Linked DNA regions of Mus musculus: region 1 is linked to region 2. Evidence: chromatin contacts called from public Hi-C data. All regions are on one chromosome and are shown on one strand. Each heading gives the region's core, a stretch centred on a gene start, on an enhancer-like site or on the middle of the called end of the contact. The rest is flanking DNA. Distances are from core to core; before and after follow the strand shown.

Region 1 (4,830 bases), core at 2,068-4,567, 360 kb after region 2:
TTTTTCAACTCTTGCTGCCGATCTACGTCACTTTCAATTTTGCAGCCAGGAATCAGTTTTACATGTGTAAGAACTCCCGAAAAATATATCTGGCATCATTTTTTTCATTTATTAGATTTTATTGCTCCTTTCCCTCCCCCTTTGAGAGTTTCAAGTATCGCAGGCTGGCCTTGTGTAACGGGTGACCTTGAATCTCTGCTCTTCTGGCCCCCGCCTGCCAAGGGCTCCCGTAACAGATTCACATCAAGATTATATAGTACTGGGGTTTTGATTGCACAGACATGGTCAGGGGCAAAGCCGGGTTATATTGACCCGTTCATAGGTGATCAGACCATAAAGATAATTGGAGGTGACTCATAAGAGTCAGGGGTCATGGTGGGTTCTCGTGGAGAAGGATGCTACCTGAGAGTTAGACACAGTGGCTGGGCTTCTGAGTCCGTTTCTTGGGCTGTTTGGAGGGTATGTGAGGGTCTGTCTTACTCTTCAAAGTGGACATATTTCAAGAAGTCCCTTGAACAACATACCATGCTCTCTCTTTTGGAGCCTCAGTTGAGGCTCTCTACCCTGCACTTACCCTGTGAGCCACAGGCTCTGCCTCGGGACCAGGAGTTGCCTCTCCTGTGTTTAGGTCCCTGACAGCACCCAGCTTTCTCTATGCCTCTGTCTCCTTTTCTTTATCCTCCTGGGGAGCTCAAGTTTTGCTGAGTGCAGTACAGTCCATGACCAGACACAAGAGATAACAGTGCACAGGCATGGTGCTAACTGACGGAGGAGTTCGGCCGGGAGTGCGAGCTGGTTCAGTGTAAGCATGAGGCCAGGGAGGAGCAACACTGAATGATAAACATGGCTAGTGATGACACGTGTGACACGTAAGCAGTGATGTAATGACTGACCTGAAAGGGGCGGTGACTGGAAGGTGGTTTATATTACCCAAGCTCACTTAGCAAAGAAGTGACGGGTTCAAAATTTAAGTTTGACACCTGTCATCTACATCATTATTGATCAGCTAGTTGAAGACGACTGGATGGTTGGCCATGGGTCAAGAAGCAATGGTGGAACGGGAAGTGGCGAGTGGGCTGTAAAGAAGCACATGGGCTTGTTCTGTGAAACCCATCAGCATGTAAAGGCTCCTCAGGGACACGGGAGAGATGGTAAAACCTCAAAGAACTGCCAGCAGTTGAGGGAAGCAGAGTCCTGTATTGGAACAGCCACATGCCCAAGCTTGTTGTTCTCCCACATATCTCAGCTTTCCCCTGGGCTTGTCACCTGTTTCTGGTGTTCCGTGAAGGGACTGAACTAGAGCCAAGCAAACTCCAGGTCTGGTGCTGCTGCTGCTAGTCAAGTCTGACTTCACTGTCTTTTTGAGACAAGGACTCACTGTGTCAATTTGGCTCTCCTGGAACTCTAGGTAGACAAGACCAGCCCTGAGCTCCCTCTGCCTCCCAAAGGGTGAGAGTAAAAGTGTTTACCACTAGGCATCTATCTGCCTTTTGAAAAGGTGTGTGTGTGTGTGTGTGTGTGTGTGTGTGTGTGTGTGTGTGTGTGTGTGTGTGAGACTGTGTGTGTCTGTGTGTCTGTGTGTATAGGGTGGGGGCTAGTTGACACTAGACTCTAGAGCTTTCACAAGACCCCTGCCCAGCTCAGTCTACATGTAATACCTCCTTCATTTTACATCATGACTTAAATATGGGGATTGCTTTCTTCTTTTGGGAGCTGTTTTGTTTTGTTTTTAAATTATGGAAAACTTCTCTCCAGAGACTCATGCTGTGGTGTTTGCTTTCGTGAAATCCAAATGCCTGGAAGTTGAAAGACAAAGCGACACCGTTGGCTTTCCTGGTGGAAACTCGCCGTTTTGCTGGCATGAAAGGGAAACTCACTAGCAGCTCTCCATCCTCAGGAGGCCAGAGAAGCAGTGGAGAGAGGAGAGTCTATAGGCGCGCAGTCAGCCTTGTTTTCTATAGGCACATAGTCAGCCTCGTTTTCTGGCAGCAGGCAGGTAAAATAGGATAGATTTCAGAAGTGGAGTCTTATAGAGCAAAGGAAGCTAGAGGAACAGGGTTGACCCAGAACCCCCAGTCTCCTCTGAATTTCTCCTCTGGTTCTTCACAGGCTCCTCAGCACTTCCCTCTGTCCCAGAGATACTCTGTTCATCTCAGTTCCCATGGAGAATTTTAAAAGAAAATTAAGTGATTCTTTTATCATTGTTTATAGCTGCAAAGGAACCAGACAGAACCACTTTACACAGAGCTAAGTTTTGTGGGGTACTTTGTTTTGTTTTGAGACAAGGAGTTGTGGAGCCCAAATTGGCCTTGAGCTTGCTCTACATCCCAGGCTGGCTTTGAACCACACTTCCTGGGTGCTGGGCCTACAGGCATGTGTCACCACACCGAGCATGCTTGTCCAATGCTCACATCCGTTTTTGGAGCTTGTAGTATTAGCACGTTTAGAACGGTTAGCTAACAAGATGCCCGAGTTCCACGTCCTCTGAGAGCAGAAGAGAGTTCATGGGACTAGCAGGGTGAGAACGAGACTCTCTTGGAGCAGTTGTGAGCTCGGGCCAGCCTCTACCGCGTGTAAGCTGTCCTGTTACCTCAGCGGCTTCTTAGTCAAAATGAGTTTCATGATTTACTTCACCCCAAAAACTCCAGTGCTGACTCTCTAGTCAAACTGAGATGTCTTCGTGTGTTTGGTAGAAAACCTGGTGAGTGGATTTGCTTCTGAAGGATCTGCCATCCTGGGTCTGAAACTTGATAGGAAGCTGTAGGGAGGAATTTCCCCGGTGAGTATAAAGTTAAATTTCTTGCTGTTGTTTTAAATCCCATAAGCGAGCATACGGAACTGGCACTGGGGCCCAGTGGCTGCTCGTTTCCTTTCTTCTTTCTCTTTGCTTTCGTCTGGAGTCCTGAAGCTGGTAGCTTTCTGAGCTGCAGCTTTGGTTTTTGTGTCTTGGCAATGTGGGCTTTTGGAACCAACCGAGCTGTGACAGTGGACTAGGGTTAGAGTCAGCACCACAGCCTCCTGTACTGTCTGCATAGGCCAGCTAGGAGTCGTGTGGCAACAGTGTCTGCCGCACTGTCCAGGCTGGGTGCCTGAGTGATCGCTCTGGGTGGGTGGTGGGACTCAGAAGTGGGTCTTGTATACTTTCAAGACTAAGCATGTATTCCTTTAAAACTAGTGGGAAAGCCCCCCGCCTGAAGAACACTACAGAAATAGACTGGAGGAATTCCAGGGGCCACTGTCAGCTCTACTTTATATCAGAAAGGGTTTTAAACAAGGTGACTCACCGAGGGTCACAAGTCTGGCCTGGGACTTTCCAACACCCAGAGCAGTGTGTCCAGCAATATTCCGTCAGTGTTGGCACGTTTCACCCCCAAGTGCTTCATGTCCAGCTACTTACTTAGTAGTAAATTCGCCCACAGTAGGCAAGTCTTCCCTCCCCTGGGCTAGTTCACCTATCTGTGGGGCTCTCCTATCCGCGGAGGCTGCTACAGCCTGGGGAGGGGAGCTTGAAGATGATGGCAGCTGCCTGGAGAACCGATGGAGGGAGAAGCCGGCTGAGTGGCTCCTCCCTCTGCTTGCTGAGATGGAAGCAGAAGCTGTGCATTGCTTCTCTGTCACACATACATGTAGGCGTGGAGTGGAGTGTATGTACAGTGGACCTGGCAAGGCGGTGCAACCGAGCTACTAGGGCTCTCTCCCCGTGGTTCTCTGGTGTCCGTTTTCAGCACTAACAAAGTAGATTGTAAATGTCACGTCTCTGTGGATCCAGTTGCCAGCATCCCCAATAAAAGGATGCCTGAGAGATGAGCCAGAGAGGCCTGGGAACCGATTTCTTGGAGAGTGACAGAGTACCGTAAGTATAACAGAAGTCGGATATCTCTGGAAAGCTTATTAGCTCAGTGTCAATGAGCCATTCATTGGTGAGTCTGTAGGTTTAGATTCAGATGATTCCAGAGTGAGAGAAGGGCTTTTTTTTTCCTGATTCTCAAATGGGATAAACTGTAAATTACATCTGGCTTTCCTCAGTCTCAGGACGGAAGCAGATTCCTTGGTTGTTCCAGGCGGCACAAAATGGGAAGCTTCCAAGATGATGCAGGTTATGAAGGTTCTTGGAGGCCTGACGTTCTTTCATTTCCTTATTTATTTACTTGTTTATTTATTTATTTGTATGTGCACAGTTGCACTGCTTGCACGTATCTGTGCCCCGTGTGCACGCAGTGTCCTTGGAGGACAGAAGAGGCTGTCAGACCCCCAGGGACTCGAGTTAACGGACAGTTGTGAGTCATCACGTGGGGGCTAGAAATCAAGCCGCTGACCTCTGGAAGAGCCCTGGGCCCTTACCCAGCCCTGAGGTTGTAAGCCATGTGCACACTCGATGATGTCATGTTTGTTTACTAACTACTTTTTTTTTTTTTTTTTTCGAGACAGGGTTTCTGTGTGTAGCCCTGGCTGTCCTGGAACTCACTCTGTAGACCAGGCTGGCCTCGAACTCAGAAATCCGCCTGCCTCTGCCTCCCCAGTGCTGGGATTAAAGGCGTGAGCCACCACACCTGGCTACTAACTGCTTTTGATCTTATGCATGCCAGTACGCAAAGTCAAGAGGAGCGAGCTTGTGGGAGTTGGTCCCTTCGTCGTCTGTGTAGGTCCTGGGACCCGAGCTCAGGGCTCCAGGCTTGATAGCAGCTGCCTTTGCCCATTTAGATATTTTGTCAGCCTGCTTATTTTATTTTTTAAGGTATAATAAATCTTTGAGGTTTTTGTTTTGTTTTGTCGTTTGGTTTTCTTTTTAAATAACAAGTGATTACAGGAAACCCTATAAAAAAAAGTTCA
Region 2 (5,290 bases), core at 509-3,008:
TTTCTGGGTATCTAGGTCAGTGTGATCAAGAATCTCACACATTCATTTTAACCCAAATTTAGGGTCAGAATCTCCAAAGTCCAAGTTCTCCTCTGAAAGTTACCATAGGATGAATAGACAGCCTACCCGAGAAGGAAGGATGCCATAAATGGTGTTGAGATGATGCCCAGAGGTTGGTCAGTGACTGAGCATCTTTCCAGAACAGTGAGGCTGCACCTACAAACTCAGCTCACAGCCCCGGCCTTGCCAGTTACTACATGTCCCTGGGGAAGAGAGGACTCTCAGCTGCTCAGAGCACAGTTTCAAAAACAGTGTCCGGTGAGAAAGAATAGGTCAGTCTGTCATCGGCACTGGCCAGCAGTGGGAGTGTTCCCAGCCCAGGGTCACATTCGTAAAGCAGGGAAGTCAGGCTTAGTTGTATGGTACCAGTAAGTGAACAAAACACACACATGAGTGCACATGCCACACTCAAGTTTGCCACGTCCCAACAGAGCTGGGAAACACACAGCACACACATGCCCACATCTCTCCACTTCATTCTGCCACAAACAGCACACAGCACACACACCAGCGCCACCGCAGTGTCCCCCTGCCATCTACCCAGCATTCTTTGTTTCTAAAACAAAATTTCCTACAGAGCAGACAGTGAACTGCTCAATCAACACACATGTGTTTTATTCTAGTATTACATACATGTGTCTAATCGAGTGTATATTAGCATATGCTTCAACCACTGTTGCTTAAAGGCTCGTGAACACAATCTACTCCTAGAAAATGAACCAGTTCCGCAGTCATTGAACAAATAGTAGGCACCTCATGTTTACAAAGCGAAGGACCCTAGTGCTGGAGTGTGTAGCTTCTAAAAGGCATGTCCAGCCCTCTGTGAAATCAGCCCACCTCTACAGAGGATATCTGTGAGAGGTGGCTTGTCAATTTGATACCATCTCAGTGAGAGACTGTGTAGAGCAGATTGGCCCCGTAGACATGTTAACTGACCTGAGAAGACCCAGCCAGAAAGCGTGCAGCACCAGTCCCTGAGCTCGAGTCCAGGGTTATGTAAGTGCGAGAACCTGAGCTGGGTGATAAGCATTTCCACATTGAGTGTAGATGAGAAATGAACTAATTTCCTGTCTCCATCACTGCCCTGCTATGATAGACTGTAGCCATGAACTGTGAGCTAAAATAAATGCATTCTCCACTTTCTGCCAGGATATTTTATCACAGCAACAGAAACGAAGCTAGGACAAGTCTCCGCAACACTCCTCTCCACAACAGCAGAGTCTAGAAGGGAAATTACGGGCTGGAGAGATGGCTCAGCGGTTAAGAGCACTGACCGCTCTTCCAGAGGTCCTGAGTTCAATTCCCAGCAACCACATGGAGGCTCACAGTCGTCTGTGACGCAGTTTGCCCATATACGCCCCACAGACCGCCGCCGCAGATCGGCACCTCCCCAACCAGAGCGGAGAGCTCACGCTGACCGTCTCTATCACAGTCCGTGCGGACACTTGGGCTCACTCTTGGTACCCTAGCTGCTTAGGGCCTGCGCCCATCACTGAGTGTCACGAAGAGTCACTGCCCCAAAATCTCCTTATTGGTAGCATTTGTTTTTATGACAGCCAGCTTCTTCTCAGAGAGTGTCACTTCCAAGCCCACCACTTGATGGCACTAAAGCAGAAGTTAAGCTCTGCTTTCTGACAGCCTCCAGACTGGCGTCACCCAGCCTGGCTTTTTCCAAGATTTGAGGAGGTTTCGGGGGCAGGTCAACTTGTTCCTACATGAAAACAGGCAGGATGATCCGGCTCTCATCGCGAGGCTGGTGTAGGAGAAGACAGGGTTAATGTTTGGGGAATGTTTAAAGATTCTGAACGTTGATAGTCTGGCCGAACTTGGAGTATAGCCTACCTCTGCATGTCTGGACAGGCAGACCCAGGCCCTAAATCCATCAGTGCACAGAAATGGGTAGACACAGGCTTCTCTGGGGATGAGTTAGGAGGGGACATGGTTCAGACTGTAGATCTGTAGCCAGCCTCAACCTGTAAGGCCACTACACTCACACATAAGGATTCTCCTCTCTCATTGGATAGCTGCCTGCCACCATCACTGAGAACATAGAACACCCCATCACTGCTGGCTGCCTCTGCAGTGAACCGAGTGTCACCGAGAGACAGCTGTGTTTCTCCCAAACCTTCTCATAGCTGTGATGTCTGTCACTCTAATTATGTGATTTAATTTTAAAGAACACGAGCTGATGACACGGGGAGCTATAATTACCCAAAAAATTAGGTTAAGTGCTTTGGAGCAACTTTGTAAGAGTTGAAGAAAAAAAAAAAAACGAAGGCAAGTGGGTGGCCCTAGGAGATTGGAAAAAGTATTACAGTCATGGTCATTTCACAAACCAGGCTCTTCTTTTTAATGAAAGAACTCACATGTGTTCCTTAACGTTGTGATTATATAAGAAAGAAGTCCAGTTAGGTGTGGTGGCAGTTACACTCAGGAGCCAGAGGCAGGAAGATCTGAGTTCAAGGCCAACCCTGGCTACATGAGACCTGAAGGAAGGAATGAAGCAAGCTGGGGAGGGAAGATTTCACACATTCTGGTTTGTGTGAAAAGAAAAGAAAAGGCCTTTTAGGAGCTAAAGGACAAAGATGCTTGCCACATGAGCCTAGTAACCTGAGTCCCATCCACAGGATCAAAATAAACACATCCTCTGCCCTCCATAAATGTGCCTTGCATACAACATACACACTAATAATGACTAATGATGAGTGAAAACAAATAATGATGATACTGATGATGAATAAAAGCCCTTTTAGGTCGAGAATTGTAAAATAATGTACTTTATTTATTTATTTATTTATTTATTTATTTATTTTTGGTTTTTCAAGACAGGGTTTCTCTGTATAGCCCTGGCTGTCCTGGAACTCACTTTGTAGACCAGGCTGGCCTCGAACTCAGAAATCCGCCTGCCTCTGCCTCCTAAGTGCTGGGATTAAAGGCGTGCGCCACCACGCCCAGCTATAATGTACATTTTTATGTCTCAAATTAAAGTGCAGCATTCATACAGACGTGAATTGCTTTAGTGACGATCAGCTGGCATTTTTAGCAAGCCTACAAACTCAATCTTAGCTGTCTGGTAGGAAGAAAAGCGTTCGTCTCCAGTCCCACTCCAAAGCCAGGATGTGAATCCCAGGGAAATCAGTGTAGACAAAACTGATTCGAAAGCCTGTTGTGTCTCAGGACAAGCATTAGCAACGTGGCTTGGCTCCTCAGTAGCAAGAGGAAGTGGCACTCTCCCGGTTCTTCATGCCACGAAGGACTTAGCCTGGAGTATGATGCCACACTTGAGGGCAGGGGCAAAGAACAGGATCTCAGCAAACAGTAGGCACAAAGGGACTGAACGCTACCTGAGCGGTCAAGAGAGTCCAGGGAGTGAGGCATAGCTCAGAGCCTGTGCCTGGCACACCTGAGACCCTGGGATCCACCTAGAACTTCTGTTTAAGTTTCAGAAGTCAGGAGGAAAGGCAAAACAAAATCTTACGAGCACACAAGAGACCATAGAGAAGGGTTACATCCTAGATGGCTGGAAGCCATTTATAAAGAAAGTGAAAGAGAAAAAAAAATCAGTATTTTAGTAACATAGAAAAAAAGAAATTAATCTCTTACGGTTCAAAACTGATGTAATTTTTAAAATATGTTTCTCATTAAATTTCAGCTGAATGTATGGGCTCATTTCATTTTTTCTAACTCCTCAAAAATATGATCTGGCCCTTTAACCATATTTTTTTCTTTTTCCTTTTCTTTCTCTTTTCTTCTTACTTACCAGCTCAGGGTGAGCTGCTGGAATTCATTATATAGCACAGGCCTGCTTCAAACTCCAATGATCTTCCTGCCTTGGCCTCTTGAGTACTGTGATTACAGACATGAGCCACCAAGCCCAACTGCCCTGACCTTTTGGGACATCTATGGGGACTTTCCACTGAGATCTGACGGCCCCCATGGTACACTTGGTTTTCACACAACGTCATAGCTTACAGTCATGTTCTAATGGCCGTGGCTAATGGTTTACCCTGTACAGCAATCGCCCTTTGGTCAATGTGCACCATGGCCCACAGGCAGTGATTAAAAGCATGGACTGTAGACTCTCAACTAAGCCAGCATCCTCGGAGCTTGCAGCTACAGCTTGAGGAGTAAAATCCTTATCTGTAAGCAGAATGTTGTCTACAGGGCTGAGCAGGCTCCCACAGAGCGAATGCATGGAGGACTCTGGGCCGGGCAGCCTACACCTACTAGCAGACTGCTGTGGCTGCCCAATGGTTGAGAGAGGGTGAAGGGTGACTGGGAGTGGGAAGGAGGGAGGGAGGCAGAAATGGAGGGAGGGAAGGAGGTGGGGAGGGGGGGAGGGAGGCTCTTCACTCCCTCCAGAACAAAGCCATTCACACTCTTTCTGAAAATGGGAAACATGCGAAGGTCCTTCTTCATAAGTTCAAAAAGTTCACTCCAAACATCAGAAGCACAGGCCTCTCTCCCTCTGTCTCTGTCTCTTTGTCTTCATTCGCATATATTTTCACCCCTCTCAAATAAAGCCATATAATGGCTCCCTTCAATTGGGAGTAGCAGTAGATAAGCCTAATAGGGTTCCACTCAGAGTCCCCAAAACAGAGAGATGCAGCAAAGCCTTCACAGATGCTCCACACAGGAGATCCTCTAGAGGCTGTCCCATTAGCAGGAGGCCTTGCAGGGGAAGAACAGTGCTGTGGAGAGCCAGGGTGATGGATGTAATCCCAGAACTCTGGCCTCTGCCCCCTCCATCCCAGAAAGGGAAACACAGCCCTCCCCTAACCTGCCTCCATCTTGAGTGGGACGACAGAGCTTGGCAGAACGTTGCAACAGACTCCAAGCTGCAAATCCAGGGATGCTTGCCGTCCCTGGGTTCCCAGAACAGACAGATCTCAGGGACTGACAAATACAAGCCAGGTTCACTAGGAGCAGACCCTACCACCGGTTTATCCCACAGGAAGAGAGTGGTTTTACACAGCATTGAAACCAACGGGTGTCATTTTATAGAACTGCTGTGTTAACTCTACAATCTTGCGATTATTTTTAATTATGCACATACACAAACGTGCATTGAGTATGTGTGTGTGTGTGTGTGTGTGTGTGTGAGAGAGAGAGAGAGAGAGAGAGAGAGAGAGAGAAGGGGGGGGTCAGAATCTTCCTTTAAAAGTGGTGTCTGAGCAGACACCCAGCCACCAGGGGTAAAGACGCGAGATGACCACAGCCAACGGCAGAG

What was found. Hi-C and Micro-C count contacts between places; a contact is called where the count stands out from the background.
Region 1: a Hi-C map of muscle stem cells shows a contact between it and region 2, with 3 times the contacts expected there. The contact joins two enhancer-like sites. A contact is called at or near these places in 18 of 484 Hi-C or Micro-C datasets (the Ba/F3 cell line, the G1E-ER4 cell line, the N1E-115 cell line and 7 more), 2 of 115 datasets of contacts at active chromatin or transcription factors (bone marrow-derived dendritic cells and bone marrow-derived macrophages) and 3 of 9 other capture datasets (adipose tissue, embryonic stem cells and pancreatic islet).

The regions. Positions count from the first base shown.
Region 1 is chr3:152,466,269-152,471,098 of GRCm38.p6, forward strand. The region is part of intron 13 of Ak5 (adenylate kinase 5); the gene reads right to left. Among named protein-coding and RNA genes, the nearest start is that of 3110067G11Rik, 21 kb to the right of the region's middle. Within about 2 kb of position 3,318, at least 76 of the 459 cell types and tissues checked have an H3K27ac peak or open chromatin away from gene starts, as enhancers often do. A contact at or near this core is called in the N1E-115 cell line and muscle stem cells, where this site is marked.
Region 2 is chr3:152,109,578-152,114,867 of GRCm38.p6, forward strand. All of the region lies in intron 3 of Gipc2 (GIPC PDZ domain containing family, member 2), which reads right to left. Among named protein-coding and RNA genes, the nearest start is that of Gm40179, 5.1 kb to the left of the region's middle. Within about 2 kb of position 1,759, at least 80 of the 459 cell types and tissues checked have an H3K27ac peak or open chromatin away from gene starts, as enhancers often do. A contact at or near this core is called in the N1E-115 cell line and muscle stem cells, where this site is marked.